2 separate regions of the Danio rerio genome follow, and region 1 is linked to region 2. Evidence: chromatin contacts called from public HiCAR-type data. All regions are on one chromosome and are shown on one strand. Each heading gives the region's core, a stretch centred on a gene start, on an enhancer-like site or on the middle of the called end of the contact. The rest is flanking DNA. Distances are from core to core; before and after follow the strand shown. Region 1 holds the start of LOC141385664. Region 2 holds the start of cdkn2a/b (cyclin-dependent kinase inhibitor 2A/B (p15, inhibits CDK4)).

Evidence for each region. HiCAR-type assays count read pairs that join an accessible place to other places.
Region 1: a HiCAR-type map of caudal fin shows a contact between it and region 2, with 5 times the contacts expected there. The contact joins the promoter of LOC141385664 here to the promoter of cdkn2a/b in region 2. A contact is called at or near these places in 3 of 18 Hi-C or Micro-C datasets (caudal fin, hematopoietic stem cells and an unstated tissue) and 1 of 4 datasets of contacts at active chromatin or transcription factors (caudal fin).

The regions. Positions count from the first base shown.
Region 1 is chr1:27,967,301-27,972,727 of GRCz12tu, reverse strand. It overlaps LOC141385664, which reads left to right and starts at 2,304. Exons shown (of 9, transcript XM_073951623.1): 1 at 2,304-2,606; 2 at 3,505-3,631; 3 at 3,734-3,977; 4 at 4,084-4,357; 5 at 4,462-4,639; 6 at 4,762-4,838; 7 at 4,940-5,120; 8 at 5,229-5,427. The coding sequence starts at 2,328. The region is part of intron 3 of LOC137490010; the gene reads right to left.
Region 2 is chr1:27,776,291-27,781,194 of GRCz12tu, reverse strand. It overlaps cdkn2a/b (cyclin-dependent kinase inhibitor 2A/B (p15, inhibits CDK4)), which reads left to right and starts at 2,281. Exons shown (of 2, transcript XM_002660468.7): 1 at 2,281-2,668; 2 at 4,327-4,904. The coding sequence starts at 2,543. The coding sequence ends at 4,578. The region is part of intron 3 of LOC137490010; the gene reads right to left.

The sequences.
Region 1 (5,427 bases), core at 1,055-3,554, 190 kb before region 2:
GTGTGTGTGTGTGTGTGTGTGTGTGTGAGAGAGAGAAGTTAGTGTGAAGGATTGTATATGTGTGTGTGTGTGTGTGTGTGTGTGTGTGTGTGTGTGTGTGTGTGTGTGTGTGTGTGTGTGTGTGTGTGTGTGTGTGTGTGAAAGAGAGAGAGAGAGAGAGAGAGAGAGAGAAAAGGAAAGTGTGTCATGTTATGTGTATGAGAGATATAATGTGTAAGTGAGAAGTGTGTGAGTGCTAGTCTGCATGTAACAGGATGGTGTGTGTGAGAGGGAGAAAAAAGTATAATGCATGGTTGATAGAATGGTGTGTGTGAGGGATAGTGTGTGTGTGAAAGGATGGTGTATGTGTGAGAAAATGATAGATGATGAGTGAGAGATGATGGTGTGTGTGTGTGTATGTTGATGACAGTGATAGTGAATGTTTTAGGGTTACAAGAAATGTTCATAGGGTGGCATGATGGCTCAGTGGTTAGCACTGTCGCTTCACAGCAAGAAGGTCGCTTATTTGAGTCCCGGCTGAGTCAGTTGGCATTTCTGTGTGGAGTTTGCATGTTCGTGTGGGTTTCCTCCGGGTGCTCAGGTTTCCCCCTACAGTCCAAAGACATGCGCTATAGGTGAATTGGGTGAACAAAATTGGTTGTTGTAAATGAATGTGTGTGAATGAGAGACTGTGTGGGTGTTTGCCAGTTCTGGGACCATGACCCCAAGCATACTGCCAAATGATTTAAAAGTTGCTTTAAGGACAACAGAATGAATGTTTTGGAGTGGCCTTTACAAAGCCTTGAGCTCAATCCTATAGAAAACTTGTGGGCAGAGTTGAAAAATCTTGTGTGAGCAAGTCTAACTCATTCACACCAATTCTGTCAGGAGGAATGGGCCAAAATTCCTTCAAACTATTGTGAGAAGCATGTGGAAGGATACCCAGAACATTTGAGCAAAGTTATACAGTTTAAAAGCAAAGCTAAAAAAATACCAAGGAAATGTATATAATCTATAAATTAATAATAATAATAAGAAGAAAAAAGCTCTCATTATTCTGGCATTCAGCAAATGTAAATCATTTAGGTAATCCTAATGGACCTAAAATAGTAAACGTTTAGTATGATTTAACACCAGACATTTTTTTTAAAAATGGTTATGTTCCTTTTTTCAGAGTGCATGTAAAACTTCTGCTTTCAACTGTATTTATGTATGTATGTATGTATTCTATCTTCTTTATTTCAAGATTCACACAATTTGTTCTTTTTTTCAGAAAGTCTTTATAACATCTTTGTAGAGTTTTTCCTTTATTATTTGAGCAATAAGGATTATAAAAAAAAAAGGTGTATTCTCCCATTCGCTGCCCTCTAAGTTTTCCCAACTATGATCACTTCCACTGCTGAAAACCCCGGAAATGTGAAAAGGGTCTATGAGTGCATTCTAATAACAAGATGCAGCAATATTTACAACTCTCACTTCTCTTCAAGCTGGAGTGCTGTTCAATGCTTTCTTTCTTTCTTTCTTTCTTTCTTTTTTTCTTTCTTTCTTTCTTTCTTTCTTTCTTTCATGAATGCTTTTCTATTGTTTAGGTTTATTTCAAAGGTTAATATATGCCAAACATGTATTAAATTGTATATATGCTTAAAAATGAGCAGAGAAAGATGATATAGGGCAGACTGCAAAGCTCCTAAATCTGTCAACCAGCAAATAGCAACCCGTTTAGCATTTTTAGTCCTTGTCATTGAACATTTCATAAAATGATAAGCTCATGTGTTGGTGTTGCCATTAAGTGGATCCATTAGTTAGTGCTGTCAGTTTCAGGTTTGTGCACAAGACAGGTGTGCACAAGTATGTTTAGAAATTTTAGGCTTACTGTATGTTGCCGATGATTGAAATCTGTTGATAAAAGTCAAAGAAACAAAGACAAAATCAGATCAGCCTGACAGAAAGTTACAGTAACAAAATGAACATTTGCTTATAAATGTCCTGAAAAAATGAGAATGTTCTTATTAGTTGTTAAAAAAAGAAAACTGTAGGTAAAGAAACAAAACTGTTAAATATTTTAAAGGGCACCTATTGTAAAAAATCTTCTTTTCAAGCTGTTTGGACAGATCTGTGTGTTGGTATAGTGTATAGACCATCATACTGGGGTGATATGAACACACCCAGTCCTTTTTTTTCAATTTAACTACAAAAAAAAGGGTCGGCCAATTGGAGCTGTTTTCAAATCGATCGCACCATTACGTAGGTGTGCGATTCCCCCCGCCCACCGAATTGATTGACAGCTGCGCGTATTAACATATCCTGCGTTTGCCGTTTCCGCCATTATCAGCGTGAACGTCGAAGCGATGCCACCGAGAGAACACCCTTGTGCTATTTTAGGATGTAAGGCTCAGCACAAGAGCCTTCACCGTCTTCCTGCAAATGAGCAACAGAGGCTTAAGTGGCTGAGTTTTATCTTTGAAGACAAGGTGCCTGAAAATGTACCAAAACTGTTGTATGTTTGCGCTAACCACTTTAGCGTAGACTGCCTCGAGAACGCGGGACAATACAACTCCGGATTCGCGAGTAAATTGTTTTTGAAAACTGGATCAGTTCCTACAATACGTGATCCTGTCTCACTTCAAGTAAGTATTACATTTTATGTACTTCTAGCCTTAGTATTCTAATTATGTTAAGCCGATGAATAGCATCTGCGGCTAAAGTAGCTTCGGATGTTTGTTTGCACGTGTTTACCTCTTATTGTGCTTTTCAAAAACAGTCTAAATACTCGAAGCTGCATATGGTAGTGTGTACATGAAGGGGGTTTAGCCATTAGGAACAGAAACCGTAGAAAAATAGCAACATTGTAAAAAGCAGTACCACTGGCTACAGCTAAAGTTTGTTGTTGTTAAATGTTTGTTGTACTGTAATCGTAAGCCGAAATGAATAACATCTAAAAGTTAAAAGCCGCTAAAGTTGCTTCGGATGTTTGTTTGCACGTGTTCACTGCTATTATGCTTTTCTAAAACAATCTAAATAATCGAAGCTATAAGTGGTAGTGTGTACAAGAAGGGCTTTTAGCCATTAGAAACAGAAACCATAGAAAAATATAAACATTGTAATAAAGCAGTAACCAGTACTGGCTACAGCTAAAGTTTGTTGTTTATGTGGGATGTTTGTTGTAATGTGTATACTGTAATGTTAAGCAGAAATAAATAGCATCTGCGGCTAAAGCTACTTCGGATGTTTGCGCGTTTACAGCTATTGTGCTTTTCTAAAACAGTCTAAATACTCGAATCTTTAAGTGGTAATGTGTACATAAAGGGGTTTTAGCCATCAGAAACAGAAACCGTAGAAAAAATTAAACATTGTAATAAAGCATTACCACTGACTAAGTTACAGCTAAAGTTTGTTTTGTATGTGGGATGTTTATTGTAATTTTTTTCCACTGTACTTGCACGTGGTCTGCAGTTGTTTACAATAAGATCGGTATGTTTTAATCAAATAAAGGTCATTTTAAAACATGTATGTTTTCTTACAAAGGCCACGACGTCGACAAAGAGCAACAAGGTGGATGTAGCTTGCCAGACAGAACCTTTTCACACATCTTTACACAGTGTTGGCACCCAGTTGTCTTTTAGGACGCTTCAGGCTAAACGCAGGAGTACAAGTAAGTTAAAATTTCTCAGTTTATTTTAAGTTGCTGCATTAGAAACGTGTTTTATTATCTTTATAAACGTGCAATGAGATTAATCATAAAATTACACTATAGGTGTCCAGACAACAATATCCAGTTTTGAACTGACTGTGCCATCAGCGTCCTCTACTGCGTTTATGACTTCGACACCCCTCAAACCTTCACTAAAAAGACCTCGTCTGGAGCTGGAGGAGGAGGAGGAGGAAGAAGAAGAAGCCGAAGAGACTTTGACAGAGTCAAAAATTATAGCCCAAGACTCGGATGTGACATTTGACCCTGCAGAGGAATGCACATCTGCAACTGAACCAACAGACTTGTCGTGAGTTTATGCATTATGTAAATTATTTGACAGATTGTGTATTGTCATCATAACATTCATCATAATTTTTTTTTTATTATGTTAATGTGTATATTTATTTTTACAGAATCCAAGAATGCCCAGTTCATAACATTGCCAAGTTCATTGTCTATGAAACATGCCTCATGGAGCTCTTCAGTGACTGCCCAGTGTGTCAGAGGAGATGTGATGTAAAGTCACAAAGGCTTGGGACATTTCTGAGCGTACAGCAAGTCTGCCCACACTGCGAGTTTGTAAGAAAATGGAACAGTCAGCCAATTATTGGTAGTACTCCAGCTGGCAACCTGCATCTTTCTGCTGCAGTCTACTTGAGCGGTGCATCATTTTTTGTAGTTGAAAAGGTAATTATCTATCAAAATTTATCACATTTCTTTTAGAAACATAATATAAATTTTGTCACAGGGTGCATGCACATTGTACTAAAAATTCTCCTCTCTGTTGTCAGGTATTTGCTGCAATGAAACTACACATTTTTAAATATAATTCATTTCGCCGTCATGCAAGACTTTGCATTGAACCTGCTATTGTCCACAAGTGGAGAAATTGGCAGAGTGAAATGCTAGAACAGCTCAGTCGAAGAGAGAATGTGATTGTTGGAGGAGATATGAGGGCTGACTCCCCAGGTATTTAGTCAAAAGATTTAATTTCTAATTCAATACAGTCTAATAAAAAAAATAAATATGAAATACATTACAATTATTCCAAAAATGTGTTTAGAATAATTATGTACGGTTTGTTCTTGAAGGTCACTCGGCCAAGTATGGGAGTTATACAATGATGGACCTTGCAACTAACACAGTGGTCGACCTACAGTTAGTCCAGGTAATACAGAAAAGTATTATGTGAACTAGCATAATATTTTGGATTGAAAATGTGTGATTTATATATATATATATATTTTAACCTTATTTAAAATTTTATAGAGTAATGAGGTGGGTGGCAGTTACCATATGGAAAAAGAAGGCCTAAAGAGAAGCCTTGACCTGTTGGATGCCCGCGGTGTTCGTCTGGAATGCATCATCACAGACCGACATCCTCAAATACAGAAATACCTCAGGGATCGAAATGTCACTCAGTTTTACGATGTGTGGCATATCGAGAAAGGTATGTAATTTAGCAGTTATTAATTTACTTAAGATTAAATTGCTATTTACAGTTCTTACATGTTTATTATTATTTTTGTGTTGATGTCTTTTTTTCATTAAATTCCAGGAATTTCCAAAAAACTGGACAAGATATGCCAGATAAAGGGTTGTGAGAAGTTGCGTAAATGGTTACGTAGCATCAAAAACCACATCTACTGGACTGCTGCATCATCCACAACAGGTCCTGAAAGAGTGGCAAAGTGGACCTCTATCTTAAACCATGTACAAGACAAACATGTACATGAAGACCCCAATTTTCCGGCTTG
Region 2 (4,904 bases), core at 1,032-3,531:
AGAACTTTTACAAATTAAATCTGAGTAAAATGTCATTAAATACAAGTAAAACAAAGGTTATGTTATTTGGGAAATTAAAAAGTAGTCATAATATAAATTTACATATTGACAATGAAAATATAAAAAGAGTATATGCAATTAAGTTTCTTGGTGTTGTATTGGAACATAAAATTAGCTGTAGCAATAGTGTATAAAGCAAAATTTATCCTGGACAATAAATCAATGTATATATTATATAACACACTTATGTAGCCATATATGAGTTATTGTGTTGAAATTTGGGGGAACACATATTATTCTAATTTACGATCCGTAAGTACAATGCAGAAAAAAAAGTAATCAGACTGATAGAAGGTGTGGGGTATTTGGAGCATACAAATATATTTTTTAAAATTAAAGATACTCAAGTTCAATGATTTGGTTAAATTTAAAACAGCACAATTTATGTTTAAAGCTAGGAATAAATTACATCCAAAATGCATACAAAAGTTTTTTGAATAAAGACAAGGGGGATATAACCTGAGAGAAGAACTAAATTTTATAGGAGGTTGAAAACAAGGACAACTTTAAAAAGTTTGTGTATGTCTGTCTGTGGTGTGAAATTATGGAACAGATCAGACTCTCAAACAATGTCAGCATGGTAATCAGTTTAAAAAGTTGTATAAATAAATATATATTATAAAAGGAATATAATGATGAAGGTGATTGAAAATGGTATGATGAAACTTTAATTAATGGCTATTTGCAGTACTATGTTTTTTTTTTGTTTTTTTTTTAGGTCTATGTTACAAAATGTAAAGGTACAAATGGATTTAAACATGTCAAAGATGCCAAAAGGATAAAATATGTCTCATGTAAAAAAAAGAGATGAGTGAAAGAAGAAATAGGTTTAAGTAATAGACGAATGAAGTATGTGGTAACGGGGTGGGAAAATAATAGGCTTGTGCTTCATCCCAGTCCATTTTCGAAAATGTTTTTTATTTTATTTTATTTTTTTATGATATTTTATGTATATTTTTGATCCAAAATAAATAAATCAAATCAAAACTTCTTTTTTCCCCCTTTTAATGTAGGAATTTCAACTGTGGTATTAAATATTAAAATGCTCATGCCTATTTACTGGAGTTGTGAAGTAAACTTTGTGCAGGATATCTTTTAGTTACATAGTTCAACTATTCTATTTCTACATGTTGTTTAATATCTATTCAACAAAACTAAGTAAAATAATTCATTTTTAATCGTTGCTTCTATGACATTTAAATTAAATTTTCTATTATTAACACTTAGCCAGTGGGGCTTTGCCAACTATTTTTTTTCTTTAATATTGTACTGCGTTGGTTTGTTATGATTATTTTATTTACTATTTCATATTTTAGTATCTATTTTGCATGCACATTAACCAATATTATTAACATGTTAACAACATCAAAACATGAATAAGTTAGAAAATTAAATACAAAAGCACACTGTTCTTCATTTTAAACAGGTGCATCTCAGAATGTGATTTTTACTTTATGTAAATGATCTACACAGCCACAGGACCCTTTATCTTTTTACTTATTTTCAACGTATTAGAGAGGCAACAAACTCACTGCTAAAATTAAAAACTATTTGCTACAATTGTTTAATACCTTGTTTCTGGATACAGGCTATAGTTTAGCTACAGTCGTGTGATGGGGAAATAGCATTACAAAACTGTAAGTCAGACGATGTTTGGGCAAAATTATGGCCATTCGCGTCCTTTCTATCGTGCAGAAAATAGATTTATGTTCATCTACAATCAAAAACAGAACAACCATTATGAAAAAAATATAAATATAGGCTACCACGAATGTATGTATATGCTTTTTTGTTATAATTTATGTGGATCAAAAATATAGTTTAACTTAAGCGCCCCACACAGCATAATGGCTAAATAATATACTTTAAAGTAGCCAAGTCAAACTTAATCTCTACAGGCCTAGCTAACATCGCGTCTTAATCAAAATCCATAAAATAACTTTACTCTTGAAAAACGAGAGATTTTTCCTGGTAACGTTAGCCTATTCCCGAAGAGTAACTTCTCCATGGCACAAAACCCAATTATGTTAGCATAATTAGCGTTGTGATATGCTTATGTACCCGAAAAAAAGAATAAAAAAACTTCTTGTGATCTAAAAGCAGGCTAATGCCAGTTACATTAGCCATAAAACATTAGCAGAACCTAATTTCTGTTTCTCTGCAGCCTCTCCTACTGTGTCGTAAACTCATGTCTTCCTGACTCAGCTGTTGTGCGCAGGCGCAGTATGACAGTACTGCACCACGGTTTTGCTGTGACGTTTATGACAGAGACAAGTCCGAACAAATATCTCGCTACGAAAAATTATTTTAAGACACAACACTTTGATAAACGAGTCAGTTTCGCTTATTTACGCATTATATTGGAACATGTTATTCATGGAGACCGATAAAAATAAATTACAGCGTTGAACTGATTGTTTTCGCAGTATCATCATCATTTGGTTTTACCTGTGAAGCGAATTAATTTCGAAAATCAATAAAGATGATGAACGTCGAGGATGAACTGACCACAGCAGCAGCCACCGGAAACATTTCCCATGTTCAGTTTTTACTTTCTAACGGAGTGAATGCCAATGTGGTTAACAAATTTAGAAGAACGCCTATACAGGTAGGTTTAGACGCGCTTTAAGAATAAACAACGGAAATAAACAAATGCAAATAAATAAATAAGATTAATTGCAGATATGTAACATTAAATTAGTAACATACAATTCAAAGACTTATTTTGTATTAAAGGTCATATTATTTAACAAATTTAGGCTATTTCATATTTTCACACCTGTTTGACTATATGGGATTTACTTTTCTTTTTTTTTTTTAAATATTAGGCTATTTGTGTATTTATTTTACTCATTTTAGCATGTTTAAGAACCTTTTAGGCTACTTAAACGGCCTGAAACATGTTTACCAATAGCGTGTTATCAACCTATATAATACTAACAACACTTTCTATCTTTTAGTAATGTCATTAATTTTAACATTATAATTTTAACTTATAGCTACATTCTTAGAAATTAGTCCGAAATAAGACAAGGAGTTTTGGATGTATTGTCAAAGTTCAAATTATTCAAAGAAAACTAAAATCTTATTGAAAACGAAAGTCCCAATGTACTATAACTGTGTATAAAAACCAAATGTTTACAATTATATATAAGAGATAGATAGATAGATTTATATACATAACAATAAATAAATAAGACATTTTATAGATCTTAATTTCAGATAAATTTTAAACTATTAAATCATATCTCTATGTGCGAGAAGAATGGCACACTACTTGCTAATTCACTCCCGAAAGCTTTGTTGGCATCGATGGTTTTAAGAAGAACCTTTTGCATCTATGGAGAAAATTTTTGAAAAATGTGCCTTTAAACTATTAAAATGTTTATTTCATTTTTTGACAATAAAAATACTTCTTTTGGAAGCTTTGTAATAGGTTTTCTGTGCGGAACCAGAAGGGCATCACTGCGAAAACCCTTTTCCTCTTATTGCCATGCTTGTTTTTACGAATGTACGTTTAATATTTTGACATTTGTACAGTTGGCCTATATTGACCAAAATAATCAGCCACCACTAGCACAGTCATAGACTAATGGAGTATATATTTTAGACCATACTTATTTTTGCTTGTTTTTATAATCGTGTAGGCCTATTATTATAATATTTGGTGTGAAAGTTTTCATCTAATTTTCACAATGTCCAATGGTTTTACGGTTCATGCTCTCGGTTACGGGACATCAAAAGCCGAAGAGGTAGCCTACAATAAAGTGCGTATAGATATCTTTTAGCACACTTTAAACAGATGGACAGCATACATCCAGAAATCGTAAAAGATTAGGCAATTGTAAAACTTCTGACGAGCATGAATTGCCTCAGAAAAATGTCAATTAAACGAAAGATGTTTAAGAAAATCACAAATGTGAACAAAGCATATTTATGGCATACATTTTATTTAAAATGATTATAGGAATCTTCATAATTAATCATATGAAAAATAAGAATTAGCTACAACACAATTTGTTGCATTTAATTGATTTACTGCCCGTGAATAATTTATTGATAGGCTAAAAGAGTAATGCATCATGCACAGCAATGTTCAGTGCCAGCATGTGCACTGCTTTCGTTCCTATTTAACCAAAAAGTATCTACTTTCCAGATTTCGAGTGATGGCAGTAAAATTATTGATTAAACAAACTTCTTTACAGTGACATCATGACGTTACTGGCGTTTATTTTTTCATGAGACAGCAATTTTCCCCCTCTCCAGGTGATGATGATGGGTAACGCACCTTTGGCTCTTGTGCTGCTGGAACAGGGAGCGGACCCTAATGTGCCTGACCCCGACACAGGGAGCACACCTCTGCACGACGCTGCCAGAACCGGATTCATTGACACCGTGCGGCTTTTAATCCGCTTCGGCGCCGACCCCAATACAAAAGATCACTGCGATTTACGACCAGTGGATGTGGCACAACAGACTGGCAACGTAGACGTGGTTGAATTACTCAATCGTGTTTAAAATGTTTAAAGACTGCATCACTGCATAGCCTAGGCTACTTTAGGTGGTAACCTTATTAATGCACTCAAGTACTTATAATTCTCAATAGCACATGGTCATTCATGTAGTTTGGAGATTCTAATCATTTAAAATTTTATTTCTGTATCTTTTAAGTTTATTTATTATTATTATTTATTATTAGCTAGTCAATGGGAACTTCAATAAAAGGCTACAGACACAAACCATCATACGCTCATGCTAGCCTATAGTTCGCATAATAAAAAGTGTAGACAGCATTATGTCCAAAGATAAATAAATAATTAAATAACATATCCACCTATTTGTTT